Linked DNA regions of Mus musculus: region 2 is linked to region 1. A link is a contact called in public Hi-C data. All regions are on one chromosome and are shown on one strand. The core of a region is the stretch at or near the end of the contact, and the rest is flanking DNA. Distances in the headings are between cores, read along the strand shown. Region 1 overlaps Chd2 (chromodomain helicase DNA binding protein 2). Region 2 has its middle 14 kb from the start of Gm20083.

Region 1 (6,868 bases), core at 2,437-4,936:
GCATTTATGCCCACCGGACACACAACCTCAGCACCAGATGTGAGGAGAGAGAGAATGTTCAAGAGCCTTGCTTGAAACAAAGAAACAAGCAAAACCACAGGCTCTTAAACAAAGACCCTGAAGGGTTGATCTAGGAGGAAAGAGCTAAATGCACCCACTCTCCTGCATTGTCAGTCACCAAAGGCCTGGCCCCCCCAGTGGTCAGTGGGATTGTTAAAGAAAACAATCCCAGGGGAACAGCATAGCAATGGCGGGGCCATTGGCCCGAGCCACACGCTGGACAGACTGTGGAAAAGCCAGGCCCAGGCAAAAAGTCCTTCACTCTCCATCAGATGAAAGTGCCATGTGACACTTGCCAAAAAAATATGTGGGGCTTGGAATTTTTTTCAGGCTCCTAAATTTAACCCACAAGAATTCTTTCCTAAATACCACACCGCTCACTGCCCTCCAGAACAGGGGAATTTGCATCTCAAATGTCCGGGGCCAGCACCTTAAGTCTGAGTGCTCCAGTCTTCCTTGTGCATGACAGTTGCTCTGAGTTAAGTCTGAGTGCTCCCATCTTCCTTGTGCATGACAGTTGGTCTGAGTTAAGTCTGAGTGCTCCCATCTTCCTTGTGCATGACAGTTGGTCTGAGTTAAGTCTGAGTGCTCCCGTCTTCCTTGTGCATGACAGTTGCTCTGAGTTAAGTCTGAGTGCTCCCATCTTCCTTGTGCATGACAGTTGCTCTGGTGCAGACCTGGGCCGAGGCCAGTCAGCCTGGCAACCGAAGAGCTTTCGCATAGCCTGTGAGCTACTCTCTCTCTCCCACTCCATCCCCAACTGCCTATGAGTATGTAGCTCAATGTTAGGGCCCTTGCCTATGGTGTGAGAGACCTTAGGCTCCTGGGTTGTGCTCCCCCCACCCCCACCAGAGCAAAAACAAGGAAAAGAACTCTTAGGCTTCTCATATCACAAGCCAGAGTTTGTAAGGGTAAAAACCAGAAAGGACTGATCAGCGAAATCTGATAACTGCCCGGGTAAATTTGGAGGGAAAACTTATCTGAAGACTGGCAGAGGTCCAGGAGAGCCAGGCAGCACTGGAGCCTGTCTCTCAGGCCCAAGCATGGCTCAGAGCAGCGGCTGGGCATGTGAGCTTGGGCAGCAGGCTGACTTGGCATCGGAGCTGGGCTCTGCCTGTTGCTAGCTGTGTGGTCTCCCTTGGATTTTTTTTTTCTTGAGCCTTAGATTCCTGATCTGTAAAATGGAATTACACGTAGCCACCTCCCAGGGTCCTGTGGAAATCTAATGAGCTAATTCCTGGCACAGATGCCCAACATCAACAAGAGAACCCACCGAAAGAGGTCCCGGTGGCAGTGGTACCCAGGAACTTAGTCATTGATGAATCCATTTGTCTCGGGACAAATCCTGTATTCTTGCTGGGGAGATAAACCAATAGTTGATACTTACATAATCTAACGACCCACATGGCAGCAGACTCCAGGAAGAGAAGCAGGTACATTCTGAGTGGCCGCCTAAGGAAGGAAGAAAAGGGATGCTCCTCTTTGGAGGGGTAAAAGGCATGTGTGACTAACTCACCACACGAGTTTCTGGAGCAAGGCATGTCAGAAGGTGGAGAAAGCATTCTACAAAGAGCAGAGTATGCGGGGGTGTGTGTGTGTGTGTGTGTGACGACCTGGAGCAGCCCAGCCCAGAGCTCATAAGACCTTGATCCCTCTCGCTGCCATAGACCTGAGAACCCTGAGCAGTGGCTGAAGAAGGTAGGGAAGCATATAGCTGCTCTCAGTCCCCTCTCATTCCTCCTTCAGGAACAGGATGGCTCCAATCCTCTGGACTCTGGTGGCAAAAAAAAAAAAAAAAAAAAAAAAAAAAAAAAAAAAGAGAGAGATCTAAACATTGGAAGAACCGGGCAGCATGTGGGTTATCTGCGGTTAGGCTGGAGTCTGTGTGCGCCTGCTGCCCTCTGCAGGACAGTTCTAGAATTACACTTACTCTGGGATGCTATGTCAGATACAGAGATGGTCCCACCTAGGGAGGCATGCTAGTGAGTTTTCTGTCAGCCTGAGTCACCTGGGAAGAGGAAACCTTAATTAAGAAAACGCCTCCATCAGATTAGCTTATAGGCAAGTCTGTAGGGGCATTTTCTTGATTAATGATGATGTAGGAGGGCCAAGGCAACGGTGGGTGGAAGGGACCACCAGGGCTGAGTGTGCCACGGAGGGCAAGCCAGTAGGCACCATTCCTGTGGCTTCTGCTTCAGTTCCTGCCTCAAATTCCCGCCCTGACTTCTCTGCATGTTTGGAAGGGCTAAAATGAAACAAACCCTTTTATTCCCCAAGTTGCTTTTGGTCAATGAAGTGAAACATGAAGACTCTTTGGAAAGACAGTTGGAGGGTGTTTTGTTAGGACAAACACGTGAAGGAATGTTTCATTAAAGTGGACACAGGTGTAAAAAGCTAAGGCGGATTCGTGAAGGAATGCTTAGCTGAAGCAGACACAGGAGAAATGATGTTCTACTAAAGCAAGCACGTGAAAGGACGTGTGATGAAGGATTCTTGGCTAATGACAGGCATCGTCCACCTCACATTGCATTTGTCGGGAAACCATGGAGAGAAATGCACCAAAAACTTGTGGCGGTGTGCTGTAGTTTGTTGCCACTTTCAAGGACTCGGGCTGACTGGATGCATGTGCTGAGGCAGGACACGTGGAGGACACGTGATGCTTGGAGGGTAGAAATAGGACTCCACAGAATGACGAAGAGAGCTTGGCTTGCTGGTACAGCTGGCTGTGTAACGCTTGTGGGTCTCTCGTCTTCACTGATCTTCGCTTCCCTGAGAGATGCACAGCTGAGAACTTCTCCCGGGGCCCCTTCTGCTGTCTGGAGCTGAGGCTGAGGCCCGGCTGTCTCTGCTAGGTAGTGTCACTGCTGTTGCTAACCTGATTCTTCTGAACTGGGCTCCTGGTGCATCTGTGAGGTAGTTTATCTGTGAGGTGTTTGCGAGTGGATGGAGCTGCCACTGCCTGCTAACCTGTGAACTGAACTGCAGATTTCCAGACAACAGACAGGAGTTGCTCCAAATAACCTTTCTAAACAAGTCCACTTCCCTCTACCCCCACCCCCATATCCTTTTTACTAACTCTGAAGGGGGGGGGGGCTACAAGAAAGGTTAAAGCGTTTAAGAACCATCATTAAAAACAGGATTTGAAAAAATTAAAGTTACAAGTCATTGTGTTTATCTCTGAAATAGAAAGCAAACATGGACAGGTTGCAGGAGTGGTCTCCATCTTCAGTGCGTCTAGTGGCCCGACCATCCTCTCTAACAATGTGACCAGCCAAGCACATATTATGTATCCTGCAGGGCCTCCATCACGGCTACCTCTGTTGGCCCTTGGTGGGGCTAACAGAACACACATCTTGTAATCTTGCTTCTTTTCTCCCTTAGGTGGCATTTTGTCTGCTTGCAGTTTGCTTGTCTAGAGTACCCACCCCACTTAAAATAAATTCCAAGAAGGCAGGCCCCATGCTTCTGTTGAGAACTCCCTCCAATGAGCAGCCTGTCCCCAGGATCTAGTTGTAATTGTGTCCTTCTGACACTGAAGCTCTTCGATGGCTCTGTCCCTGCTGGGCTCCAGAGCAAGCGGTGGCTTTACAGAAGCCTCTTGCTCAAGCCACTGGAGCTTGGTGCTGGGAAAGGCCTGACCTCTGAGAAGGACAAGCTTTGTCCTGGTCACCCCGACCTCCCCAGCTGTCCTCTGGTTCCATCCCCAACTAAGAATGGGACATTGTCTCCTGCCTGGTGGCCTTCTCTCTGCCCTGTATGCACTCATACAACACACCAATTTGCAACTGAAGCTGCTTCACAGCAGAGATAAAATGGGGTGGGGGTGGGGAGGACACACTCTGACTCCCATGAATTCCTTTATGCCACCCAAACACCACAATAGTGCCTGTAGTTAGCAGGAGTTCCAGGAAAGGCAGAGAGCTCATGTGAACTCCCCATGCTTGCTTGCTCTGAGGTATGGCAATTTACTCTGCACACACTGCAGGTGAAGACCATTGTTTTTGTTCCCAAATAAAGCCAGAAGTGTGGCCAGGGACAAGCCACTTGGACACATTAACAGTCCAGGACATGCCCGGGACCTGTCACCTGAGGGAAAGTCTCACCAGCAGGGTCTGGGCAGGGTGCCACTATGATCAGGGGCATACAGAAAGGTTTTAGCTGGTCCAGCCACATCCACAGCCTACTCCACAAAACCATGCAAGCCAACAGGCAGCATGGGCCAAAGAAGGTTCTGACCTGAAGTATGACAGACGGGGCTTTTAGTTAAAGCCTTGATGGAATTGCCAGGACGGCTCCTTTAAAAGCCACAGACTCTGTTCTGACACACAGCTGATCCTTAGTTTTTGTACATGACCTTTCTGTTGGCACTAATTGAGCAGGGTTTGTGGTGATCACCAAACATTGAGTCCCTGCTAGGGAGGGCTGGGAGGCAAGGGCCTGCAGCTTCCAGAAGGTGGGCATCTTGGCAGCAGTGGGCTTCGAAGCCAGCTAACTAGCACTTAGATTGTCACAGCACTTGTTCCTAAAAGGTTCCCAGAGCTGTTCTAGCTGCGTCCTGAAGCAGGGGGATCACCAGGTTTCTTCACAGGACCTGTCCTCCACACTTCTCCACTCAGGCGCAAGCGTTATAGACCCAGCAGCCTCCTGCCAGGCCAGGCCTTGCACCTAAGGGTCCTGGACAACTAGCAAGGTGGAGTCCCAGCGGCCGCCCTCTCCCTGCTGAGTGGACACATGGGTGTGTTTGGCACTAAGAATTGAGAGAACCATAAAGGTTTGAGTTTTGTTTCAAAGACACTTATGTGCAAGTTTTAAAAACCCTGGGCTTGGGCAAGATTCTCCTAAACTCCATCCTAGGACAATTTCGACACATAGGCCAGGTCACCTTTCCTCTATCTGGGCCATGTTGGAGCTAAGCCTGCCGCTGTGCCAAACTGCAAGTGAACATTTGTGTCACTGTTTCCATAAGAAAAGCGTTTTTCGGGGCTGGTGAGATGGCTCAGTGGGTAAGAGCACCCAACTGCTCTTCCAAAAGTCCCGAGTTCAAATCCCAGCAATCACATGGTGGCTCACAACCATCCATAATGAGATCTGACTCCCTCTTCTGGAGTGTTTGAAGACAGCTACAGTGTACAGTGTACTTACATATAATAAATAAATAAATCTTTTTTTAAAAAATAGAAGAAAATTTTTAAAAAAAGAAAAGTGTTTTTCCGCATTCAAGAATATATAACCCAGGGCTGGAGAGATGGCTCAGTGGTTGAGAGTAGTGACTTCTCTTCCAGAGGAACCAGTTTCAATTCTCAACACCCATACAGCAGCTCACAACTGTTTGTAATTCCAAGATCTGACACCCTCACACAAACATACATGCAGGCAAAACACCAGTGCCCATAAAAGGAGAATAAATCATGAAGGAAGTTAGGAAGTTAGGAAGTTGGGGAGGGGAGGGGAGGGGAGGGGAGGGGAGGGGAGGGGAGGGGAGGGGAGGGGAGGGGAGGGGAGGGGAGAGAAAAGAAGAGAAGAGTATATAACCCAACTGATTAACTGCACTAAAGCTGTAGGCTGTAGGCCTGATGTCTTACTTCTCTCTGGACAGAGGTGGATGTTTGAAGCAGGCTCCCCATGACCACTGTGAAAGATGAGGGCAACCTCTCATGACTCAGTTTTAATGGCTCCATGCCATTCCCTGAAGTACGCAGCTGTGGTTTGTGGCTGTTCAGGGACAGAAAACTATTTAGAACCAATAACAAAAATGCAACTTAAAAAGCTTCCATTGTCGAAGATGTAAACAAGCATGGACACACAGCTTGCAGCCAGCCAGGGAGGGAGACTGTGGCGTGTGCCTCACACCAGAATGTAATGTAACTGGTTAGCCCAATTCTAAAAATCCTTAGTAACACTTTTTAATATACAAGAATCAAAAAAGTACAGCAGTTTTACAATGTAGGAAAATTTAATACATACTATATAAACAACATTATTTACATCAGAAATCACCAGGACAGTGGCATTTTTCACAAATATAAATTAATTACTGTTTAGTCAACAGGTTTCAAAAGTCCACAAGTTTACAAGAAAAACCACCTGTCCCCAAATGAGTAGGGCACAGGTGGACTACAGCAGCCTGGACCCTTGGCATGGCTCTCTTCCCAACACGGCTGGCCTCGGCTACGAGAGCACAGGTGCTGGGCTGGACCACGGCTCCTGCTGACAAGTGGGTTTGTTTGGTCTGTAGGATTTCAGTGTTGCTGTGTGTGAACGTTTAAGTGAATCACATTTGTTCTGCAAAGCCTGATGCAATGTCAGACACACCAGGTCAGAACCTCAGCAGCACAGTGAGAAATGTTGGCGCTCCCTCTGTGGGGCTTAGGAATGACTACACAGAGTAGAAGGAAGGACCATCAGGCTGGCCAAGTCAGAGAGGACACAGTGGTCAGTGGAGGCTTCATCTTCGTTTTCTAGGGCCACAGTGCATCATAGGACTTCAGGACTTGACAACATTCACACATAACTTCCTCCAAGTCCTGCCACTTCCTCAATGATGAGCAGCTGCCCAAAGCCAGGCCCCACAGAACGTCACTGGCAGCTTCTCTTACCTGTGCAAACTTCTGCTGTAAGCATCTGATGCACATACTAGTTTAAAGCAAGAGGAATGCTTCCTTTCTTTCAACCCCTCTTCAAATCCACTCCCTCACCTACAGCAGATGTTTGATGGGACATACTGTAATCTTAGAATCAATGTAACACTGATCTGGCCGATAGGGTTTTTGCTACATTTTATGGCACTATACCTCAAGTCCTGAATAGG
Region 2 (7,452 bases), core at 1,516-4,015, 230 kb before region 1:
GAGCTTGAGCATTGGTTTGCTTTGCTCTGCCTTGCTATTCTTCGCTAAGGACACACATGTATTGGTGCGCCTTACACTGTGTTGCTGAGCTCTGCCTGTGGTGATGCCTTAAACTAGCCTAAGAACTTCTCCTGAGGTTCCTATGGCTTCTTGCCACTTCTGCAGCCTTGGACCAGTTGTCGAGCCTTGTGGTTTCTTCTGGATTGGACTGATCTTGCTGGTTCATGTGTGGTATCTGTTGATAGGACTGCACTATAGTTACTGATTCACATTTGGTGTTTGCTACTGGGCTGAACTGCAGATATCCTGACAATGATGCTTGACCTCACCCCCCAAGGTCTATTTCTAAACAGATCTACTTCCCCTGTGTCCTAATGACTTTTCTTTTCAACCAGCTCTGGTGGGTGGGGGGCTGGAGGAGAGGTTGAATCCTTATTAAAGTAGGTCAAGAAAAATGTATACCTACAAAACATCCTCCCACGTGTCTGCTTCAGCACAATGTCCTCTCCTAAGACAGTCTCCGGGAAGACATCACGTGACGCGACTGAGTCTCCAAAGAAACCAGAAATTTCACTTCAGCTGTTTGTGAGCTGAGGATGAGACAAAGTTGGCAGAGTACAGGCCTTGTGTTCAGTCCCTAGCATCACATAAGACTAAAGATGGCACATTCCTGTAATCCTAGTCCTCAGGAGGTAGAGGCAGGAGGATCAGGAGTTCAAAGTCACTCTCAACACATAGCAAGTTGTTGAGGCCAGCCTGTGATATATGAGTCTCTCTCAAAAGGAATGCATTCCCTTTTGCCCTCAGCATACACACACACACACACACACACACACACACACAGAGAGAGAGAGAGAGAGAGAGAGAGAGAGAGAGAGAGAGCACTTAGGCGCTTACATTTTCACCTCCATACAAACTAGCTCTTGAACAAATTAACATTCCAACCTGATTCCTACATTTCTATTGGTACAAATGTGCTATGTTTTGCTAACAAAGGGTCCCTCATTCTGGTTCTCACCCTTTGACACTTCAGGCTTGCTTTCTTCTTGCTCTAGCAAACCCCAAGTGAATGTTCAGCACCCTGCTGATAGGAACTGTCACCACTTCCCCTTGAAGACAGAACACTAACAGCAGTCTGGCTTGACTCACTTTTTTGCTTCTTATTCACGTAAATAAAGTGTCCATCATGGTGCTTCACACGTAAGAAGCACAAGTAGGGGCTAGGGAGAGGACTCGGCATAAAGTGCTTGCTGCACAAGTATGAAAGCCAGACCTCAGATCCCCAGAAGCCAGGAAAGTACCAGGTAGATAGAGTATAGTGGCACACATGTAATTCCAGGGCTTGAAAGGATGCGATGGGGAATCCCTAGAACATGCAAAGCTAGCTAGATTGTCATTGTGGTGAGCTCTGGGTTCAAATGAGATACCCTGTCTCAGTGAATAAGGTTCTGGGCCATCAAGAACAACTTGATGTCAATTTTGGGCCTCCACTCATATACAAATACACATGCATGCACAACCACACACGTGCACTCAGACTCATGCAAACATGCATATACACATGTACACACACCATACTCACATACAAGTGCCAAAAATGGACCAACGAATAGTAGTTCTAGTCATAAGACCTCCCCCAAGAAACAGACAAAACATATTATATGCATAGCAAATTGTATTTCAGACACATATTTTTAAAAATATAGAAATAGTTTGTTATATTTATTTGTATATACACACATCCATACTTTGCGTGCATACACGTGCATATGCTAGAGTGCACACATGTTATAGAATTTAATTCTCACCTTTTTTGTTTGTTTGTTTGTTTTGTTTTGTTTTTCGAAACAGGGTTTCTCTGTGTAGCCCTGGCTGTCCTGGAACTCACTCTGTGGATCAAGCCTCGAACTCAGAAATTCACCTGCCTCTGCCTCCCAAGTGCTGGAATTAAAGGCGTGTGCCACCATGCCCGACTTAATTCTCACCTTCTATCATGTGGGTCCTGAGGATCAAATTCAGCTCATCAGGCTTGGTGACTGGTGTCTTTACCACTGAGCTGTCTTGCTGGTCCTGGTGTAGTCGTTGAACATATATTGGTTCAAAGGGAAATTCTCTCTATAAAATCCATACTGTAAGACATCTTCCGAGGGCTCACAAGTTTGAATCACCTTGATTACCAGGTGGTGGTAATATTTAGGGAGGCTGTGGAATGTTTAGAAGGTAGAACCTATCTGGGGGAAGTGAGTCCCTGGAGATTTGGGGGACAGGCCCACTTCCTACTTTCTTAACCACTCAGATGTGGCAAACCTCTATAGCCAAGCCTCACACTATTCTTTGTAGGATATCTGCTTTCCACAACAAGAAAAGTAACTAATGTAGTTGGGTCCTTTGTAGAGCAGGCTTCTCGAGCATTCTCTCACCGCAGATGGCATTGCCAAAGCAAAGACTGCTCACACCCGCACCCCCACCCCTACCCCCAGCCATACTGCACAGAACAGCTTCTGCCTCCCAGAGTCAAAGGCTCCCTGAGCATCCACCGTGTCCCTCCACTGCCTGAGTTGCCCGTTCACCATTCACCCTTGGGGCTGCCAGGGAGTCTCTCCCTTGGCTCTGTCCACACGATCCCATGTGGGGTGTCTCCCACATGAATTGGACCTTTGTTCCATCCAACCTGTGTTGAAATTTACGAGCCTGAGACAAAGGCGCTCACTGTACCCTCGTCTTGGCTGTGCCCAGGATACTAATTACCCAACAACAGCAGTTCATTGCTCTGGGAGCACACGTGGGAGAAAGTTACCAGCTCTGATTAAGGAGCCCCATGGGAGGACGCTGACAATGATCTTCATTCTCTCTCTGAAGTTGCTCTGGGGCTGGGAGTGCAGCTCTGGGGTTGACAGTTCTCACTTTGCATGCGCAAGTGTCCTGGGCCTCTCTTCTGTCCCTATCATCAGGGGTCGCTCTGCCTTGGTGTTGCAGGACACTAAGAGAGTTGCCAGATGGGCACGGTGCCAGATCAGGCTTTGCATGTACTGGGTTCATACTGTGCAAAATTGCCTTTTGTATCTGAGTCCTCTTTCTGAGCCAGCTGTACAAGGTGAGTGGACCATTTCCACTAACACAAGCATCTCCGTGCAACCAAAAGCCCAGAAGTCCAAACTCAGGCGAAGAGGGAGCTGGATTACAACCCAGATAGATCAAGGGCAAAAGCCACAGCCCTGCTTTCAGAATAAACTAGAAAAAGCAAGGCTTTTCCCCAGATCACTGTGCTCGGGTGAGCCCTAGAGTGTTTCAAGAACTCAATTCACGTGTCAGACAGGTGGCCAGCACACGTCTAGCATTCATGTCTCTGAATTCAGAACCTAGAACCATCTAGAACTCACTCATCATTGCCTGGACTTTCCAGGGACATTTCTTCACTGACCATTGACCAGTCTGTAGTGAACAAAAGGATACAATGAATTCTGAGGCACCCCTGAGACCTTGAACTCTGCAAGCCAAATGTAACGGAGTGGATGGTAGCACCTCTGTGAGCAGACACATCACTCTACTTCCACTGCAAAGGAAGGCCTTATCCATTCATTTCAACTGGAGTCTTCCATTCGATCATGGGTATGGAAGGGAAATGTTCGTCTTTCCCCATCCAATCAAATAACCCCAGGGAGATATGAACTTATTCCCACTGCAGTGTGCTGCTAAGTTATGAAGTCTTCCCTGGTGGAAGACTAGTGACTCATGTACCTACCTGGAAGTTCACCAGTGGCCCCACAGTGTGGAGGTGGGGTTTGACATAACAGGCCAGGTATGCTGAAATCTATCTAAGAGATTTGGCGCTGGAAGGAAACACTGGCAACACAGACTAAAACTGCAATAAAATAAACACTGCCTAGCCCTCTTCCCTGGCCTGCAGGAAATCGGGTTGCTCTTGATGAAAGTGGGGCAGACAGCCAAGTCGATCCTAGCACCCTGTGTAATGCCTCTCTGTATGTTTTCGTGCAGCTTTGCCCTGACCACAACACAAGGTTTGCTACCGGCAGACAATCCTTTTCTGTAAGTGACAGGGGACAGGGAGGTAGGCAAGGTGCCCGTGAGTGGAAGTAACCAAGATTCGAGGCCGTAGCAAAGAATTAAACCCCTCAGAGTCATGTGGGAGGCACGGAGGTCAAACTTTACTAAGTTTCCAGAGAATAAAGTAGAGGTTAATGTAATCCTAAACAGACTCTTCCCCCCTTCACTTTTATTCCAATGATGGCCAAATGGGGCTTGGGAAATGACTCTGTTTGCCTTGCAAGCACAGGAACCTGACTTCAACTCTCAGAAACCAGAAAAAGCCAGAAAGAGGTACCCAAGCATGCTGACCCAGCCCTGGGGAGGTGAAGGCTGGCAGAGCTCACCCACCTCTCTTCAGAGGAGATGCAACCCCGACTATTCCCACATGCCATTGTTGGGATGGGACATTAGAACACTATAGACGCCCCTTGTTCTCCCCCATGTGTTCTCTCCTTTAAGCTTCATGGTAAGAAGTCTCTGGTTATCCTGATCAAAAGCATCTGTGCCTACACTCCAATGATCACCCACGACACAGAAAAAGAAACCAAGGAGTAGTGGAAGTTAGACGGCATGCTGCCACCACACAGCTGGTCAACAGTAGAGCGAGGATTTGAGCCCAGGTCATCTGAAGCTCATAAGCACACTAGCTGCTATTTGTTTAAGTGTTGTTCTGGCTCTGAAGAGCCTGCAATGCCCTTGAGTATCTATACTGATATAATAGATACTAAATAGTGGACATCTTAAGCAAACAAGGCTTCTCGGTGGATTTGCCAGAGATCTTCAGGGCAGCACTGCCCAGAGGTAACTGGAGGTCATCTATGGACCTTATCCAGCTATGAATATGGTGTCATCTCTATTCTCTTTACACCAAGCATCTGAACAAGGTACACCCAACACACGAGTGTGGAGAACCAATCACAGCTACAGAGGAGATTATGTTTTGAAGTCTGTGGTCATTAGTATTAATTATTCCTGGACAAGCTCTAGAATCTCTAGGAGAAATGCCCCCAGGGCATGCCTATGGGCAGTTATCTTGATTAAGTTAACTGAGGCAGGAAGGCCAGCCCGCTGTGGGTGGCACTATTCCCTAGGCTGGGAACTCAGACTACATGAAAAGAAGAAAATGAGTCGATCACAGTCATTTATCATTCACTGTTTCTTGGCTGTGGATGTCACATGACCCCAGCATTCTGCAAAGTATAAGTCATCTCTTTGATGGACTGTAAACTGGAACAATAAGCTAAAATAAAACCTTCCTTCCTGAAGTTGCCTTTGTCACCATAATAAGAAAAGAAAAGAAAAGAAAAGAAAAGAAAAGAAAAGAAAAGAAAGGGAAAGAAGAGAAGAGAAAAGAAAAGAAAAGTCAAAATCCCAGTATGGGTTGGCAATCTTTACCTTGGAAGTCATATTTGATTCCATTCAAAGCATTGCCCATTGGTTCATGTGTTGCTAGGAGAATGGCGGGGCCTCTGACCATCAAAATGGCATAGAGCTTCCCAGCAGCAGCATTTCAGCTGGTGGTTCTCCTAAACTTAGACTTCTTTATCGCTTATACGATCTCATGGGTGGCAATGACTTCCAAAGGATGATTCAGACCTGGCATTGAGGAGCACAGCAAGCACATATCACAGCTGCCGTTTCTCCCAGCCACTGCCACCCACGAGGGCTTTCACAATGAGCCTGTTGCACCAGGAGCCAGGTGCAGCCAGCATTGTTTATCAGCAGGTGTTAGACAAGCCCATGGGAACCTCACTTTCCTGCCAGGCAGCAAAGGCCCTGGTTCCTGCTCTTCTTGGCTTTATAACCGAATGTCACGGCAGGGCTTTCCAAAGCCACAAAACCCACAGAAATAAACCAGGGTGGCAAATTTTGCCTCCCTTAGCAGTAGTACTCCTTGTTCAGTAGGTACTGTAATTGCTTTCACAAAGTAATGTTTGCTGTGAGCCAAGTCCCTAGACCACCACCAAAGAAGACACTCGAAAAGATCTCTGGCCTCAGTGTGAACTGCTGTAGATCCATCCATCTTCTCTGCCTGTATTCTTCATGAAACTGGGCACGACGTGTTCGTCTTTTCATTCTCAGGTATCTCTTACATGTTTGCCATGTCCGTACATACTTTTTGACACTCACCACTGTGCAGGGTATACCTTTATTGCCTTCGAAGTCCATGCCCATCCCTGAAGAGTTAGCAGTTCTTTCTTCATTGTTTTTAGTTTCCATTTTTAAACTCTAACTTTTTTTTATTGTTTCCTTTGATGGTGCTTTTTAAAAAATAATAATAATTCTTTTTCTGTTCACCAAAGTACTTCGTTTTCAATGTAGAAAATTTGAGAAATAGCAGGCACAGTGGTGCAGAGAGCTGAGACTACAGAGGCAGGCAGCTGTCTGTGAACTGGAGGGCAAACTGCTCTACACAGCAAGTTCCAGGACAGCAAGGTCTACACAGTGAGACCTTCTGTCAAAATTAATTAATTAATTAATTAATTAATTAATTTTGGGGAAAATATATACATAAATCCTATAACTTTGCCCTATGTAGCACTATTGGTGTTTTCCTATGCTTATTTGTAATGCTTTGTAATTTTATATATTTTAATCCAAATTATGACATATATTTGTACCCAAGTATAATATATACTTTCCTTATTTAACATTGTCTCTTAAGAATCTTAGTATCATTAAATAGTTTTTAAAAATGTTTTATTTGTTGGCTCCATAATATTTCATCTAAAAACCATGTGATGATTAACAACCTCCCAATTATTAGATCCACTTTGTTGTAAATGACTGGAATAAAAAACAGTGATGAGTAAATTTTTGCCTCCACACCAGTGTGTCTGATGCCGAACATGGAATAGGACAATGATGTGAACTTATTTGAGCTTTTTACCAAGTACTGCTCTCCAGAAGTTCAAAATCATTTTCAGTCCCTGGCAAGGTCTCCAGGAGGGGGGGGGGGGTTCCCTTTCTATCGTCGCTGCCCAAATCAAAAGCCTTTTCAGACCTTTGCTAATATACCAGGGCAGGAGGAGGGGTGACATTTTATTTTTAATTTGCATTTGCTTAATTACAAACATAGCAGAATATTTTTGCATTTCAATTACGACTCCATCTGGAGTTTATTTTGGTGTTTGAAGTGAGAAGAGGCTTTCATTTGAGTTCCCCTCCCCAAGAGCCGATGCCGTTTGGAAAGATGCATTGTGTGATGACCACTTGGTTGTCCACCGAGTTCTGGAAGGCAGACTATGGTCCAGCAGACCAGTCAGCCCCGCCACAAGTCCAGGAGGTTACTGTTTCGGTTTTGACAACTGGCCTTGAACTCACTATGTAGCTTGAAAATAGCCTCCCAAGTGCTGGGATTACAGGCATGTGCCACTATACCTGGTTTTATGTGATGCTTAGGAA

What was found. Hi-C and Micro-C count contacts between places; a contact is called where the count stands out from the background.
Region 2: a Hi-C map of cortical glia shows a contact between it and region 1, with 3 times the contacts expected there. The contact joins two enhancer-like sites. A contact is called at or near these places in 3 of 484 Hi-C or Micro-C datasets (cerebral cortex, cortical glia and nephron progenitors), 3 of 115 datasets of contacts at active chromatin or transcription factors (the SCID.adh cell line, fibro-adipogenic progenitors and stem cell-derived neural progenitor cells) and 1 of 9 other capture datasets (embryonic stem cells).

Annotation. Positions count from the first base shown.
Region 1 is chr7:73,420,700-73,427,567 of GRCm38.p6, forward strand. Chd2 (chromodomain helicase DNA binding protein 2) reads right to left here. Exons shown (of 39, transcript NM_001081345.2): 39 at 5,953-6,868. Among named protein-coding and RNA genes, the nearest start is that of A730056A06Rik, 48 kb to the left of the region's middle. Within about 2 kb of position 3,687, at least 49 of the 459 cell types and tissues checked have an H3K27ac peak or open chromatin away from gene starts, as enhancers often do. A contact at or near this core is called in the SCID.adh cell line, cerebral cortex, cortical glia and 1 more, where this site is marked.
Region 2 is chr7:73,194,421-73,201,872 of GRCm38.p6, forward strand. No RefSeq gene overlaps it. Among named protein-coding and RNA genes, the nearest start is that of Gm20083, 14 kb to the left of the region's middle. Within about 2 kb of position 2,766, at least 88 of the 459 cell types and tissues checked have an H3K27ac peak or open chromatin away from gene starts, as enhancers often do. A contact at or near this core is called in the SCID.adh cell line, cerebral cortex, cortical glia and 1 more, where this site is marked.